Regions from separate parts of the Zea mays genome. Here region 2 is linked to region 1. The links are chromatin contacts, called in public Hi-C maps. All regions are on one chromosome and are shown on one strand. Each heading gives the region's core, a stretch centred on a gene start, on an enhancer-like site or on the middle of the called end of the contact. The rest is flanking DNA. Distances are from core to core; before and after follow the strand shown.

Region 1 (3,513 bases), core at 1,007-3,506:
CTCATCTATGTAGGTTATTGTAACAAATAATGGCATAAGTACTAGTAGTAGATTAAAGCAGCCATAATACAAAGAGCGTTATCTAATTTCCGGAAGTTCGTGTGACTCAAAGGAATTAGAACGTTACCTTCATGAGGGCTAGTTTCTCCACTGCTAGGGCAGGTATAATTCTGAAAGTATAGATCAGTTTTCCAAGTATAAAAGACAGTATGATAGAATTTTGAGTTTTTAATCATAAATACAATTAAAAAACAATAGAAGAGTCTATTTCTTATATTTTATTAATCGATATCTTAGAAACATTTCAAAAGACCATATATTAAATATGACCATACTTGCCCTCAGTTGCGATATGAACAGGGAAATCAATCCACTGCATCTCCCATGTCAGGACTCCTGTAGTAATTCATGATCGCTGTCAGAGTTGTTTGTCTAGTCCAGCCCTACGTCCATGTAAGTATGGTTAATAATGAGATATAAATTTTACACTATAAAATGTAAGGATCAGATCGTGTTAGGATTGAATTCTATTTCTATTCAATAGAAATAAAGAAACACTTGGATCATGATATATTTGGATCATAATTTAGAACCCTAGCAATTTATAGAGAAACATTTAAATCATGATACATTACCACCCCTGTGTGTACGCGAGTGCTGCGCCGCCATGGCGAGACAAGACCCAGAGACATCTGTTTGTCATTTAACATAACCTGCGAGGTTTCGAAGTCAAACAGAGTACAGTTGGTCAGTCAGTAAAAAAGGGGGGGGGGGGGGAGAGAAATAGCTGCAACCATGGGAATCAGGCGATGATTAATCAAAGAGCTATCTCCTTTGAGAAGTCATTACGCACCGCTTCACTCCATTTCCATTGAGTCAGTCGGAGTCAAGGCTCGAGAGGAAGGATGCCGCGCTGTTTAGTGCTAAGTGACGCAGCCACCTCGCAGAGGCAGAAGCGCACAAGGTCAAATACACAAATCAATTTTAAAGAGGCAGGAGCCCGGTGTGAGTACGTGCGGCAGCAACAGCCGCGTTGGTTGGCGTTGCGTTGGTGTTGTTTCCCTTCTTCTCGTCATTGGTCAAGCGCGGTGTACTTTCTTCACCTCGCTGTAGAGTGACGCGAGCAAAAGGCTCACTCGCTTAGTCGCTTTTTGCTCTCGCTCTCCATGGCTCCTCCACCCATCCATGGTTGGTGCCTTGGTGGTCGCCGTGGCCCGTGGTCGTTTCAGACGTTCTCCCCGTGCAGGAGGCTGGATCCCTTTTGGGTAGAGGCGAGCGGAACTGTTCTCGAGCAAAAAAGACCCCAATGGTTGCGTGAACTTTTGGCCCTGTGTTCTCGGTCATTGGTTAGTAATTTGGAATCGGAACACCGAACACGCGTAGGATCTTGGGCTAAGTGGGATTTTCAGACGACCGCGAGTCCGCGAATGCTTCTGCTGCCAGTTGGTAGTTTCGTATTCTATGGCCTACTGGTCTACTGGGCACGTACAGTAGAGAGCAAGTACAGTAATATATCAGAATCGCATTTCCCTCGTGGCACTTTGTGCCCCCACAAGCCTGACACTTTACGGCAATTTGTACAGCACAAAAAAGATATTAGTTCCCCTTAGTAAAGAAAAAAAAACAGTTTTAACTCCAACTCCAAGCAGCGATTTGGTGCTACAGGAGGAGTAGCCAACTACACAATGTTGAGTCAGTTAGCTAACACTGTAGTCTCCCTGCATCTCAGGTAATCTATCGGCTTGGAATGCCAATGCTTTGCCAAATCCAGACCAGAGCTTCAACAACGCTCCATGCTGGCTTGTAAAGGATAGGTTGGATTCCTCAGGCGAGTCACTCACTGCTATGCGGGCCCGTAAGGGTAAGGCCGTAACGCCATGTAAGCCAGTAGCCAGCTGCCAGCCCACCACCCGAGACAGCCCAGCGTGGTGCACGCCAACGTGGACCTGTCCCGACCCGCAAGCGCCCTGCCGCCCTCACGTGCACCCCTCGCCCGTACGCACGCGCGCGGACGGGGTCCATCTCACGTGTCACGTCGGGCGGTCTGGTCCCCTGCCGAGGCACGATCCAACGGCGGGCGCGGGGCGCCCCACGCTGTGTCTCACAATTGGACTCGTCACGAGGCGGACAAGCACCGGTCGATATGGATCTGACGGCAGCAGTTGCCGGTAGAGGATGAAGCCGACAAAAAAGTTAAAGGGTGGATTAGTTAACGCGAGAGGGTTAACCCCGCCCGACCCATCCCTATTTCATTCGCTGGTCGCGTCGCCACCGCTCGCTCGCCCGCCTCCCCATCCAATTCCAAACGCAAAGAACCGAATTCCATTCCCCACTCGGGCTCCTCTGCCGTCCTCCTCCTCGCCTCGCCTTCCGGCATTTGCTCCAGCTCTTAGACCAGCCGCGCAATACGAGGCTGCCGAAGGGGATGGAGTCGGACGCGTCCACCTCGCCGCGGCGGCGCAGCACGAGCTGCTACAGCGACAGCGGGGACTCCTCCTGCTCCGAGCCCTTCAGCGAGTGCGGCAGCGACGACCTCTCCTTCACGCCCGCCGCGGGCATCCACCGCCTACTGCTCTCCTGCGCGTCCGAGGCGTCGGAGGACGCCATCTCCTCGCTCGTGGCGGAGCTGGAGCGCCCGTCGCCGTCGCTGGACTCGCTCCGCCGCGCGGCGATGGAGCTCCGGCTGCTGGCCAAGCACAACCCGGACAACCGGGTCCGCATCGCGGCGGCGGGCGGCGTCCGGCCGCTCGTCAGGCTGCTGGCGCACGCGGACCCGCTGCTGCAGGAGCACGGCGTCACGGCGCTGCTCAACCTCTCCCTCTGCGACGAGAACAAGGCGGCCATCATCGAGGCGGGGGCGATACGGCCGCTGGTGCGCGCGCTCAAGTCCGCCGCGTCGCCCGCCGCGCGGGAGAACGCGGCGTGCGCGCTGCTCCGGCTGTCCCAGCTCGACGGCGCCTCCGCGGCGGCCATCGGCCGCGCGGGCGCCCTCCCGCTGCTGGTCTCCCTCCTCGAGACCGGCGGCGCGCGGGGGAAGAAGGACGCCGCCACGGCGCTGTACGCGCTCTGCAGCGGCGCGCGCGAGAACCGGCAGCGCGCCGTGGAGGCCGGGGCCGTGCGGCCCCTGCTGGACCTCATGGCCGACCCGGAGTCCGGCATGGTGGACAAGGCCGCGTACGTCCTCCACTCCCTCCTGGGCTCCGGGGACGGCCGAGCCGCCGCCGTGGAGGAAGGCGGCATCCCCGTCCTGGTCGAGATGGTGGAGGTCGGCACCTCGCGGCAGAAGGAGATCGCCACGCTCTGCCTCCTGCAGATCTGCGAGGACAACGCCGTCTACCGCACCATGGTCGCTCGCGAGGGCGCCATCCCGCCCCTCGTCGCCCTCTCCCAGTCCTCCTCCGCCCGCACCAAGCTCAAAACCAAGGTACACACACACACACGCCACGTCTCGCATTATTCCCCGCATTCAACAGAAATATCCAATCAATTCGCCCGTCTCAGCTTAACTCGCAA
Region 2 (3,424 bases), core at 172-2,671, 590 kb after region 1:
GAAGAAGTAGAAGTGGCATCACCTGGCCGAAGCTGAAGCGAGGTTTCCAGCACTGTGGGGCGGCAAGTTAGGATGGTTATTTTTGGATGGGCAAAGCCCACCCGGTGCGAGTCGGCCTTTCAGCCCAAAAGGAGTCGTGGCCCAATGCTTTAGAGCGGGTAGGGCACTGCGGGCTTGAAGAGTGACGGCCTGCTTTACAACTCACCACCTTTAAAGCCCACGAGGCTAATGGACCCGGTCAGCAACAATCTCCAACGTGGCTGTTGGTGGCTCCAGACTCCGGTGCTGCATGCATGATCAGTTGATCACGCATTTGGTGAATGACAGTTCTACCTCCAGCGGTCTCTTATTTCAAATTGAAATTCCACTTCATAAACAGAAAATATGCAAAACACGACCATATAAACTGGAAGGTACGCATGGGGGGAGACTGTGACAAAGCACATCGGAATAGAAATCATGGAACTTGCATTGGAACAGCACACCGCACCGGGTCGCTCGCAGAGCCGGTTCGCAGCCAGAGATGACATTTCGTCCACCCAAGATGATGGACGAAAGAACACATGGAATGGAACAAAAAACCATGCTCAGCAGCTGGCGACTACAGCTGCAGATATAATTGACAATATTTATAAAAAAATGTACCACTGTGTAAGTGTAACAAGATGAGGATGAGTAACCACACAGCTGCAGATATAATTGTGCCCTGGCACGACGAGCCTCGCAAACGGCCACGCCCTCTCGTCCGGATTGGGCCGCTGCCAGGGTACGATTACGAGTTAAAAGGAGACGCCGTATCCTGCATAGAGAAAAACATAATCATTATTTGCGCTTTGAGTGCGTCACCCACCCACTTGCTTCTCAGCAGAAAGCTTCTGTTCTTTACCTCCCAGAGTGTCTGCCTGTCCAATGTTAATGGCATGTAGGCTTTGGCTAGCAACAAGTGGCAACGGCACTTGCTTGCATTGCATGCATGTCACCTGAAATCCACTCACGTGGTGGTGCAGCTTGAGAGCTAGGCTTTTAGTGTTGAATAATGCCAAGCGTCCGTGCCTGAGCCTCAAGAGACAAAAAGAGAGCATGGGTGAGAGTTGCGATAAGTTCAAAGATGACTAGCAAAGCACCGATAGCGCATAGCACCTCTCTCTCTCAGTAAAGCATGCTACGCTATGGGTCAGCCAAACAGATCACCTGGAAAGAACTTGCTTCAGTCCACCTAAAACTTGATGTTTCTTCTGAATAAAGTCCACATGCAGTATAGAAGTCGTTTTGTTTTAAAACCAAACGTGAGCACTGAGCAGTATAGCTCCCCAAACGACAGGGCAGACACAGAATAGCGAAACTCTATCCAGTCGTCGTGGCCCTGCACGAGGTTGCAGGACTGTGCCTGATAGAAATGCGTAACGCTGCTATCTAGAGCAGGTGCGAACCTGATAGGGAATCAGCTGGACGTGAAACTGAAGTTTGTTGAAGCCTGTCACTTCGCATGACAAGTATATCATCTCGAAGAATAACAAGAACCACCATGTTTGCCACTACTGCAAAACTAGCATATCCGCCTGGTCCACTTCACCGAGGGCTTGCCCTTTTTTTCTGCTGGATTATTGCTGCCCGCAGACCCTTGCGATGCGCTTCTTTTTATAGCAACAGCAAAGCAGGGTGAGGAACGATAACCCAAACTTCAGAGACCACCCCCCCCCCCTCTTCTGCTACTTCCAAAGAGAGAGCAATGGATAGAGTACCTGATGGTGTGGAAGAGCACAAGTCAGCAGCAGACCAAGCTAACGAAGCTGGTCTAGCTGATGATAGTACCGCGGTACCATGGCTGAAGCTGGGTCTTGATGCGCCGAAAAGTGAAGAAGCCAAGCCCCCTCGAGAGGTGAAACCAGTGGCCACTCCACATAGGACTTTCTCCTGTAACTACTGCATGAGAAAGTTCTTCAGTTCGCAGGCCCTCGGTGGGCACCAGAATGCGCACAAGAGGGAGAGGTGTGCAGCAAGAAAGCCATACAGGTTTCAGATGATGACGGGCCTTAATCCTCCATCTGATTCCTTTCTCCAACCTTTGAGAGTGAACTCCCACTCCACGATCCTCAAGGATCATGGTGAAAGTGCTGCTGCTGCTGTTGTAGCAAGATTCGACGGAGGCCCAATGAGCAGCTGGATGCCTTTTGCAATTGAAGAACCTGGAGGGTTAGTATGGACAGGGAGCTTCACAGCAAGTTCAGAGGAGTCCAAGAAGCAAATAGAGCAAAAAAATATTGACTTGACCCTGCGCTTGTAGATTGTAATAAGCAGATAGGTCATTACATACAAGCATTTTCTGAGAAGTGTAATCTTTTCATAATTTCTGTTGGGTGAACAAGTATAAAATGCATGGTGAGGATGAAAAGTTTGAATCCGCCCTCACACTTGTGCATCAACTGAACTTTATTTTCTCTGCTGTCACTTGCAGCAGGCTATATGAATTTGGTTGTACTGGATCAAGTTAGTGTAAATTCAACCAATCTACAACTGCAAACCTACAACTGGCTAAAATTTAGGCCCTGTTTGGCACAGCTCAACTTCACTAGCAAAGTTGTTTTTGTGTGTGTGGGGTGGTGGTGGTGGGGGGGGGGGGGGGGGGGGGCTCACCTTCATGAGCAACTTTCTCGATGAAGATAAAACTGTTTTAGTGAACCGTTTGGCAAAACCTTAGTAACCAAGTTCCCGGATCTCGATGGGATCGACGGACAGGAACATGGGACGCAGTATGCTACTAAAATAAGGTTTTAGCATTATGGGAATGAGATTGTTCCCATATTTCCAGGATGGACGAACGTTCCCGGAACGAGGAACGTGGCCACATTCCCGGCTTCTAAGGGCAAAACAACTTTTTATATAGATTTTCTTAAAACATGTTCTCACAAACCCCACAAGTGGAGGTGAATCTGCGAAAAGCTATTTTTAGCTTCACCTTACCTTATTTCTTTGTGAGAGCATGCTTTAAGAAACTTAATTCATGAAGTTGTTTGCAAAAAAAAAAGAGTATCTGGAAAAAAAAGTCACTGCACTCATGAAGTTGTGTCAAACAGGACCTTAAAATAGCTAATTGATTCAATGAAGCCAAATCTCATGCAATTGTTGCTTGTATGCTTGACAAATGAGCAATTGGAGCCTATATAGCAAACTACTGTACAATTGATGTCTGTCATTTTTTTTCTGGAAAGAACATGGCACGAGCTCTGCCTTTCAGTTAACAGGGGCAAGAGGGTCCAAAGTTGTTTTCAGTTATAGGTTGTCTGTCACCTCTGAGCAGCCCAAATCAATGTCTGTCTTGGCCTGGTAGAATAAAGTTTCTTCGAGAAACAGCCCCAGATAAGTAATGTAGCGGGATGACTTATGGTGGGTGTTTTATGTAGCATATTGACTTAATGAGAGTAAC

What was found. A called contact is a pair of places that touch in the nucleus more often than the background predicts.
Region 2: a contact with region 1 is called in a Hi-C map of endosperm, with 2.3 times the contacts expected there. The contact joins the promoter of LOC103647803 here to the promoter of LOC100281873 in region 1. A contact is called at or near these places in 2 of 25 Hi-C or Micro-C datasets (endosperm and tassel).

The regions. Positions count from the first base shown.
Region 1 is chr2:215,350,333-215,353,845 of Zm-B73-REFERENCE-NAM-5.0, forward strand. It overlaps LOC100281873 (exodeoxyribonuclease V), which reads left to right and starts at 2,257. Exons shown (of 2, transcript NM_001154793.2): 1 at 2,257-3,424. The coding sequence starts at 2,426.
Region 2 is chr2:215,944,029-215,947,452 of Zm-B73-REFERENCE-NAM-5.0, forward strand. It overlaps LOC103647803 (zinc finger protein 7), which reads left to right and starts at 1,422. Exons shown (of 1, transcript XM_008672311.4): 1 at 1,422-2,483. The coding sequence starts at 1,730. The coding sequence ends at 2,284.